3 separate regions of the Sus scrofa genome follow, and all the other regions are linked to region 1. Evidence: chromatin contacts called from public HiChIP or PLAC-seq data. All regions are on one chromosome and are shown on one strand. The core of a region is the stretch at or near the end of the contact, and the rest is flanking DNA. Distances in the headings are between cores, read along the strand shown.

What was found. HiChIP or PLAC-seq counts read pairs in DNA pulled down with a chosen protein or histone mark.
Region 2: an H3K27ac HiChIP or PLAC-seq map of alveolar macrophages shows a contact between it and region 1. The contact joins two enhancer-like sites. A contact is called at or near these places in 1 of 47 Hi-C or Micro-C datasets (embryonic fibroblasts) and 1 of 2 datasets of contacts at active chromatin or transcription factors (alveolar macrophages).
Region 3: a contact with region 1 is called in an H3K27ac HiChIP or PLAC-seq map of alveolar macrophages. The contact joins two enhancer-like sites. A contact is called at or near these places in 2 of 47 Hi-C or Micro-C datasets (embryonic fibroblasts and liver) and 1 of 2 datasets of contacts at active chromatin or transcription factors (alveolar macrophages).

Annotation. Positions count from the first base shown.
Region 1 is chr6:158,220,947-158,223,968 of Sscrofa11.1, forward strand. It overlaps TCEANC2 (transcription elongation factor A N-terminal and central domain-containing protein 2), which reads right to left. Exons shown (of 5, transcript XM_005665408.3): 5 at 1-1,159. The coding sequence ends at 971. Among named protein-coding and RNA genes, the nearest start is that of TCEANC2, 39 kb to the right of the region's middle. Within about 2 kb of position 1,390, at least 5 of the 83 cell types and tissues checked have an H3K27ac peak or open chromatin away from gene starts, as enhancers often do. A contact at or near this core is called in alveolar macrophages, where this site is marked.
Region 2 is chr6:158,019,846-158,022,867 of Sscrofa11.1, forward strand. The region is part of intron 4 of SSBP3 (single-stranded DNA-binding protein 3); the gene reads left to right. Among named protein-coding and RNA genes, the nearest start is that of SSBP3, 110 kb to the left of the region's middle. Within about 2 kb of position 1,491, at least 17 of the 83 cell types and tissues checked have an H3K27ac peak or open chromatin away from gene starts, as enhancers often do. A contact at or near this core is called in alveolar macrophages, where this site is marked.
Region 3 is chr6:158,069,733-158,072,754 of Sscrofa11.1, forward strand. SSBP3 (single-stranded DNA-binding protein 3) reads left to right here. Exons shown (of 17, transcript XM_021096596.1): 13 at 1,208-1,278. Among named protein-coding and RNA genes, the nearest start is that of MRPL37, 72 kb to the right of the region's middle. Within about 2 kb of position 1,494, at least 5 of the 83 cell types and tissues checked have an H3K27ac peak or open chromatin away from gene starts, as enhancers often do. A contact at or near this core is called in alveolar macrophages, where this site is marked.

The DNA.
Region 1 (3,022 bases), core at 140-2,639:
GCTCAGTGGGTTGATGATCTGGCATTGCCGTGAGCTGCAGTGTAGGTCACAAACGCCGCTTGGATCTGGCGTCTGCCGGCAGCTGCAGCTCCAATTCAGCCCCTGGCCTGGGAAGTTCCATATGCCGCAGGTGCAGCCCTGGAATGGAAACAGAACAAACAAACAAACAAAAGCAAGTATCATTTACGTAATTGTTCAAGCAAGTCTATGTAGAGGTATTTCATTTTAAAGCACACACATATACAATTTTTCTCCTACAGGAATTCATTTCAAAAGAAATTTCATCATGTATCTTCTGCAGAACCTTAAACCGAGAGCTGACATATTCAAATAAACCTCAAGGTGTGGGGATGCTTCAGGCCAGTTCCTCATTAGAAGCCTCAGCATGGGGGCTCCGGAGCCCAACACAGAAGGTCTTCCAGGGAGAGCTGAAACGTTCAGATAAGTGAGTTCTGGAAAGAAGGGGTGGTTGGCGGGCTCTGGCAGGCTCACCCCTGGGGTAGAGCAAAGAGAACAGACGGGGGAGTTCTGAGAGGCACTGGCGCTATCTAAACTCAGGGGGACGGAACCGAGTGAGCAGCAGCGGTAATTGAGTTTCAGTTACCTGCAGGGTGGCGAAATAAAGTAGGAACTTCATCTGCCTGACACGGGGGACATTTAGAGGTGTCCTTGGCATATTCACAGTGAAATCTGTCACCCTTTCACTGTGCTGGGTGATGGCAACCGTGCCGCGCTTCCTAGTGACAACCAGCGCACATCCTGTCAGGCAGCCCCAGCGCACTACAGCTAATGAAGCGCTTCCTGCGGCCTGTCTCCCAGGGCTCTCTGCATCCTCTGTCTGGAACATGGCACCACGGGAAAATTTAGCACAGCCAGCAACAGCCATCGCCCAAACTCAAAAGAATCTTTGAATGGCAGAGAGAGGCCCATTTTCCTTTCTGCCCAGCCCAGGGGTGGAACCGTCCTCGGGTCACTTTTTGTGGGTCTGTACAAACGTGCCGACTGGCAGCGTGCCGTTCTTCACCTGAGCCCGGATTTCAGCTTGATGCTTTAATGTGAAGACCAGGGCTCTCACCGTCCGCCGGTACGGCCCATTAATGAGGCGGGAGCAGAGATGAAACGTTTCCCGTTCAATATTTTCAACCAGTAGGTGATCCATCTAAAAAAAACAGCAAAATTATCAAATTAGGGCCTTGCATTGCATAAGGATTAAAAGTGAGAGAGGCTGGAGCACTTTGCTCAGAGGCCTCCATTAATCAACTGAAATTCAAGGACATCTACTTCCTGTCACCAGAGAAACAGGAAGAGCAAATTAATTCCACCCTGGCAATTAAGGAACAAGGCCATGTGCTTTGTGACAGGGACCTCATTCACAACCCCTGCCGGGTGGTAATATTTGCCATTATAACAGGAAACTGGCTTGAACCAAGCAATGGGTTCTGGGCCCTGTACTCTACCAACCAGGAAACGAAGACTGAGGATAATAAATCAGTATAACATTTATACTTTTCTGTTTGTTTGTTTTTCAAGTGCCTTTTAACCCTTTAGCAGCATTTTAGAAACAATGGGTCTAGATCCTGATATGTGTGTAAAACAGTTTATAAATCACTTTTCATATTTAATGCCCACAACTCCTATGATCTCATTTTACAGATGAGGAAACAGGTTGAAAGATAAAGAAATGCTTGCGATTCTTACAACTATTAAGAGGCAGAGTTAGGGGCTCTGACCCGGAGCCCCCAACTCCAACATTCATGTGTCTTCCTTTTTACCACCCTCACTGTTCCCTTCACGTTCTGAGATCAGTTGGATTTGGAGAGACTTCTGCAGAGTCACCTAAGCAGAACGGGCCTAGAGGATGGGCGCTGTGGCAGTCTGGCGGTGTTCTGGCTCAGGCCCAACCCTCTTGAAGTCACAGGCCAAATCAAAGCAGGACAGGTCTGGGGCTTTGTCCACATGCTCTGGATCCAGGCCAGACTGGGATGCTGGTCTGGGACCCCCTCACTTCCTTTCCAGGCGCACCACTCACTATTGGCCTCCCAGGTCCTGTTCCTCACCCAGCCTGAGCAAGCTCAGCTGCTTTCACACACCTCTACGCCTCTCGACAGGTTCATGTTCCCTTGCAAGGCACACTTGCCCTTGAAAACACACTCCTATTTGTAGCTCAAAGATTAGCTAAAAAACAAAAAGTAGAGAGTTGTGGCTCAGCAGATGAAGAACCTTACCACAATCCATGACGATACGGGTTTGATCCCCCACCTTGCTCAGTGGGTTAAGGACCCAGCATAGGTCACAGATATGGCTTGGATCTGGCATTGCTGTGGCTGTGGCACAGGCCTGCAGCTGCAGCTCCGATTCGACCCCTAGCCTGGGTACGTCCATATGCCTTGGGTGCAGTTGTCAAAAAAGAAAACAACAAAAAAAAGCAAAAAAAGCAAATCCTAGTTCAAAGGACTGAAAGTTCTTCTTGAGGCTGCCACAATGTCCTGAGCTTTCCTTAGTCATTTCATAATATAATGACAGATTTCTTGAGTCTGTTTTCCTTAAGAGTGAGTTCCTTGAAAATAAATTTTACTCACTTCCTTTTTTTGCTTCACTCCTTCCCTCCCTACCCTACCACATAGTCAAATACTCATTTAGCAACTACTACGTACTTGGGCTGAGGAAAGGGCAGTGAGCAAGGTTGACACAACTCTTGGCTCCATAAGGAGCACAGACCAGCTGCAGACAGCCAGTGAACCCACTGTGAGTGTACTGAGTGCTGCTAGGAAAGGGGACAGAAGCGAGTGCGGGGGAGCAGAACTACTGCACAGGGACCCAACCCAGGAGGACAGCGCCTGGACTCGAGAGGAAAGGACGTTTGACATGAATCTGCAGAATGAGTAGGAGGTGGCCAGGTGAAGGAGGCACTTACTTGGTGATAAACTCAGTGAGCTGTACGTTTATCTTTTGTGTGTTTATATTTATATATATATATATATATATTGGGGGGGGTCCTTTTAGAGCCACACCCTTAGCATGT
Region 2 (3,022 bases), core at 241-2,740, 200 kb before region 1:
AGCTCGCTGATCGGTTTTCTTTTCTGTAACACAGGGATGATAATGCCACCTACCCCCTGGGGCTGTTGAAGGGATGAGAGAGAAGTACTGAAGGGCCAGGCATGAGGAGGCACCTGTTACTGGCAGCTGTCACTCCTGTGGGCAGCACAGGGAGAGAGGGTGTGGCCCCTCTCCCTGGCTTCCCGGTGTCCTGGAGGGCAGAGCCACAGGCCCAGCCATTGCAACCCGGCCCCACCCCGTAGGGGGCCGGCAAAGGCTTCTCTTCCCCCTCCTGCTCCGTTGCTGGTGACCATGCCTGGCAGGTGCCCAGGAGCCCTCCAGACAAGTTCTCCGCCTTCTGCATCTTGGGCAGCACCGGTGTCTGAACCAGAGTCAGACTGACACCCAGATTTCAAGCAGGAGAGCCAGCTACGCTGTCCGTACACTAACCAGGCGCGGCGGGCCGCCCGATTGGACAGCGGCAGACTAAGCCCCCGGCTTCTCGTGGTGGTGTTTGGTCTAATTTCCTGTGCGTTGTGACCTACATCATTCCTGATTTGCTAAACCCTCTGAGCAGGCAGCAGTAATAAATCAATTAATGACTCCGATGAATCGCTTAATGGCTGACAACATAACGGTGAGGCCAACAGCTTGCATCTCTCCAGCAGGACCAAAGGACGCTGGTCCACCCGGGTGGGGGACGAAACAGAGACTGTTAGCTAAATTAGCGCAATTAGTGCGTGCTTTAAAGGCTTAGGCGGCATCTGCTCAGCGCTGAGCCCCTGAGCCTGCAAACCACAGCAGCGGGCCCCTCACGCCCTCCATCCTGGGCGGCAGGAGAGCCTGAGGATTCCCGGCTCCTTGGTTCCCACAGCCGTCTCCGGCCACGTGTGCACCTCCCCGCTTCGCTACCAGGGAACTGGGGTGAACTTCTCAGGCAGCTGCGTGCCTTGTCCTGTCCCAGCAGAAGCTGTGCCGGGGGCGGGCGGTGGGGGGCGACTCTGTCCTCATGGAAATCTGGTGCCAGCCGCACACATGAAAGCAAAGTGAAAGGTGTTCGGGGGGCCAAGCCTGTAATGATTTCTCTTAAACTTTTAAAAAAAAAAGAAAGTTTCTGAAGCGGGCGGTTTTTTGTTCTCTGCACACCTCCATCCTGGCAGGATTAAGTTGTCATTGGAACCGAACGTGTGTGCGGGCCCCTGCCAGGGAATTTTCCACTTTGCAGAGGCGACTGCCAGTGTTCTTGTTAAGGAGCTGTCACTGGCCTACGATGACATGTTTGTGGTTGTAAACGGCTCCTTTAAGACAGGGGGAAGCGTGCATGTGTGTGTGTGTCTGTGTGTGTGTTTTGCTAATGGTGTAAACCAGGCCCCGAAGCTCATCTCTCTTTAAGAAGAGAATCAGCGTTGTACAAACAGCGTGCCGTTGATCCACTCCGTGCTGCTCATGTGCAGGCGGGACCTCTAGCCCTTAATCTCCGTTGTCTCACATGCGCTCGCCCGGGACCTGTGTGCTGTGCCGTGCGGCCCAGCCCGGGAGGTGTTTGCACACCGGGGAGGGTGCCCTGGCCAGCATCCACGGTATAACCAGGTATTAATTAAACAGGGCTCCACCTCTTACCCAAACGGTGCCCTTTGATCCAATTCCCAGAAGAAGTCGGGTGCTTCCTGGGATGGATGGGCAGGGCCCAGTGGGGCGGAGGCCATGACCTTCTCAGGCCAGAGAAGCCAGTTCCTCTTTCTCTTGGAACTGTTCTGACGGGGGGTTCTTTCACGCTGTAAAAGATAGAGGTCGCGCCTTAGGAGACGGGGTTCTGTCGAGTAGAAGACGTTGTCTTCTGGCAGCCCTGACCCCTCCCGTGCCCCGGCTTGCTTTGTGTTCATGGCATCTTAAAAGCAAACACACTGTCCCCTACCTGGTGCTGTGTTGCCAGCTCAGGGGCTGAGGACCTGTCGCAGCCGGAGCCCCTTACCAGGGGTTCGAGCCCTGTACCCCCGGAGTCATATTTAGGTTTCTCACACCCCCATAGAAGGTAGAGCCCCCCCCCCCAGTAGATGAGGAAGGGCTCAGAGAGGTAAAGTGAGGTTCCTGAGGAGCACGGTTGCTGGAGAATGGAAGGGCAGGGCCGGGGACCTGGACTTCTTTGTCCCCAGGCAGCATTTTTAAGCATCAGGTTCAGAACTTATACCAGGAGTTCCCATCGTGATGCAGCAGAAGCGCATCTGACTAGGAACCATGAGGTTGTGGGTTCGATCCCTGGCCTCGCTCAGTGGGTTAAGGATCTGGCGTTGCGGTGAGCTGTGGTGTAGGTCACAGATGTGGCTCGGATCTGGTGTTGCTGTGGTCGTGGTGTAGGCTACAGCTCCGATTCAGCCCCTAGCCTGGGAATCTCCTTATGCTGCGGATGCGGCCCTAAAAGGACAAAAGCCCAAAAAAGGAACGGTTTTTAAACCAGAGAAGCAGAGACACGGCCGAAAGGTCTGGGCTTGACTTCCAGTCATGCCTGTTCCAAGCTGAATGACTGGGGACCAGTCCCCGAGCCTCCATTCTCTCACCTGTGGTCCCTGCTGGCTTGTTGGGAAGATCGGGGCAAGAATGGGACATACCGCACTACGGTTGGGTGGGCAGCTGGCTCCCCTTCTGTGGAAGAGCCCCGCCACCCCTTGCTGGGGGAAGGGGAGTGAGTAAGCCCCACGCCCACCCCTCCCGCCAGCGATGGAGCGGAGGGAGCTCTGGGGCGGCTGGACACCTGGCGGGATTTGCGCTCTGAAGGAGAGGCCGTCAGGAGGCCTGGACCAGGGGAGGGATAGATGACAGCAGTAATCTCTCCCCTCCCTATCATCCCCCGCATCTCCGAGTCCCGCCGTCCTTTAAGGCCCTGGCTTGAGTGCCACCTCTTCCGTAAAGCCTCCCTGATCCCCTAATCCCCGCCTCGCAGCGCCCGCCCGACGCGCCTTCCCACGTCCCTCAGGTCTCTGGGCAGCGATTCATTTCATCCCCTGGACCTTGAGGACAGAGCCGAGCCTCCGTCTTCTCCCGTCCC
Region 3 (3,022 bases), core at 244-2,743, 150 kb before region 1:
ACAAAAGACAAAAAAAAAAAAAAAACAGAAGAGGGCAGAGCGTGGAGATCCCACTGGTCAGACCAGTCGTCCCCCTGGTCAGAGAGAACCTGTTCTGGCTGTCGTTTCTCTGGATGACTGAAGAGGGGCTTTGGGGCTCTGGCATCGTGGGACGAGGATTCTCTAGCTGACACCTCTCGGGTCCTGAAGCCCTGGCTTCTGGTCCTCTGTGGCCGAGATGCCTTCTCTTTTCTTTAATCGGAAGAGGGCATGTGTGCACACACTTGGGCGTGCGCACGCGCGCGCGCACACACACACACACACACACACACACACACACACACACACAGAGGCAGCATCTCAGTTGTGTTTCTTTCCCAGCTAAGAATAGCATCCCACCAACTAGCAGGAATTCTCTGCGCCGTCTTTACTCTCCCCCAAAATAAAGAGTGAGAGGTAGTTGGATTTCTGCCCGAGAAGTATGGTGCCTGCTCCTGATAGAAACAAGTTAGCTGATTTCCTCAGGAGATTCTCCTGGCTAATTGGGGAGACAGAGGGGCCCCCCTCTCCCACCCCCTCCTTGGCTCCCCCCGTAGCAGGGAAGCTGCTCAGCTGCAGGGGTGGAGCCGGTGGCGGCAAGCACGGTATCCCGGCTCCCGCTCCCGCTCCCTCTTTCTGCTGCTGCATTTTTATGAGCTGCATGACCTACATTCAGACTGGGTCACATTAAACCACTCCATATGTTAATGCGTCTCCAGCCCCGTCGCCGCCACCTCTCCCTCCTGCCCCCTCAGCTTGGCAGGGTGGCCCCCTGGGCAGCGGGCAGTGTTTCTCCTTCCCGACCTGATGCACCCTGCTGGGCCGGGCTGCAGGCACAGGGTGGAGGTCCGGCTGCCCCTGCCTCGTCCCGGGCCGCATCTGGGAACCTGGTTTGGTGTGGGGTGGAGAGTGGAACCCGTAGCCACCCCGCCTTGCCGTGTCCATGTCCACATGGCTGTCCAGGCACCCGGAAATCCTTCCTTTCAGGGTTGAGTGGTTTTCACAGCGGAATTTTCTGTGATTAAAAACTTTGTGAATCTTCATTAAATACAAATTAGCCAGAAAATGGTGGTACTTAGAGGATATTTTAGGTGATAAAATACAAAAGAATGAGTTCAAGTGCCACGAGTTTGTTTTAATTAAGAAATGAATTAATCACCCCGACTTGCGGGTTTCCACTGTTCTGCAGATTCAACAAATTCCAGTGACAACATCTACACAATGATTAATCCGGTGCCGCCTGGAGGCAGCCGATCCAACGTAAGTCTGCTTTCTAATAATTTACATATCAGATACCATAACAAATCATAATTAACTTCATCAGCTGAGGGGAAAGCAAGTTTAATTGATTTCAGCCATTTGTTACCAAAGATGAATAAAATAAACCGTCAGAAAAGTGATTAACTCTTGGGCAGCCCAGTTCCCGTTTCATGCCCTGCAGGGGGTGGCGTGGGTCTTACCCGGCTGGTCCGAGCCGGGCACCCGGTCTCGCTGTGGGGACCCCTGCTGGCCCGAGTGGGGTGTTGGTGGGAAGAGCACAAGCCACAGGGGGGTCAGGCCAGTCCCTGCCCGGCTGACTGGCTGTGCACCTGGGTTAGTGCCTCACCCTCTCTGGTCTGGTTCCTTGGCAGGTGAGCTGCGGGTGGAGCCCCCGGGGACCTGCCTGCCCTGTGCCTCTGCCGCCCACAGCCCACAGCCTGTCTGCCTCTCCTCCTGCCACCCCCTCATCTAGAAGCTACTCCTTCCCTTCTTGGCCTCTCAAAGTTCCTACCTCCGATGAGGCTGGAGCTCAGATTCCCTTTCTCTGGTTCTTGCTCACCCGCTCCTTCTCGAGTTCCCGCATCCCGTCCTCTGGGGGAGGCTCCTTGGGGTGTCGAGAGGCACCTTTCCTGGGGTCACGTGACTGAGAAGTGCGGGAACCAGACTCATCCCCTGAAGTCCCACCCCCTGTGCTCTCCCTCTCGTGGGCAGCCAGCACCTCCCATAGCCCCTGCCTCGCCCCAGGGTAACCAACCATTTGGGTTTTAGCACTGAAAGCCCTGTGTCCCAGAAGATGACTTCCCAGGACACAAAAAGTCTTGGTTTGGGCGAGTTCCCACTGTGGTGCAATGGGATCTGCAGTGTCTCTGCAGCATTGGGACACAGGTTCGATCCCCGGCCTGGCACAGTGGGTTAAGGATTCCATGTTGCTGCAGCGGTGGTGTAGGTCGCATGTGCAGCTCAGAGCTGATTGATATGCCACAGGGTAGCCAAAAAAAGAAGGGGGAAGAAAAGTCTCGGTTTTTGGCAATGGATGCAGGAAATTGGGCAGAAACGTTTAAGACCCACTTAAACGGCCCCAAAGACAGGACTGAGCACATGAGTATGGCATAGACTCCTCCTCCCAGGTCGCCCACATGTCCACGACCACAGATGCCAGCAGCCGTGTGCTGTGGCTCTCAGGATGGACCCTCCAGTTGTGCCTTTGAGGGGCCTGACTCGGGCACCGCACCTCACCTCTGCCCCCACGCTGCCGGCAGCCTGCCTGTGTGCTTTGTGTCGAGAGTGTGCGGGTTTCCTTTTTCGCCGTGTGAGTATCGTGAGTGTGTTTTCTAAGAGCTCAGATGATGAAAATGAGGTGGATGAGACCTCCAGCACCAGCGTGACCCCAGGGTCACCAAAGCAGAAAGGGCTGGGTGACCGTGTGAATTTCAGTGACAAATGTGAGGACACAGACAACTGGATTAGGGAGGCGAATAACCAACACGGAACGTCCTGGCAAGTGTGCCAAACAGAAGAGAAAGGGCCGTGAGAACACGTCGCCCCGGAATGAACGCCGCCGCCGTGCTGGTCCCTGGATGGCTCCGTGAACTGAGACGGTTGCATCTCCTGATTCAGAGCCTGCAGCTGAGTCTTGTGGGGGCCCAGAAGGGGGAATGTGGGTGACACTCGAGTTGGCCCTTTACGCTGCCCAGCTGACTGTTGCGTTTCCGGACCCGTCAGGGAGCCGCCCCCTTCATGTCAC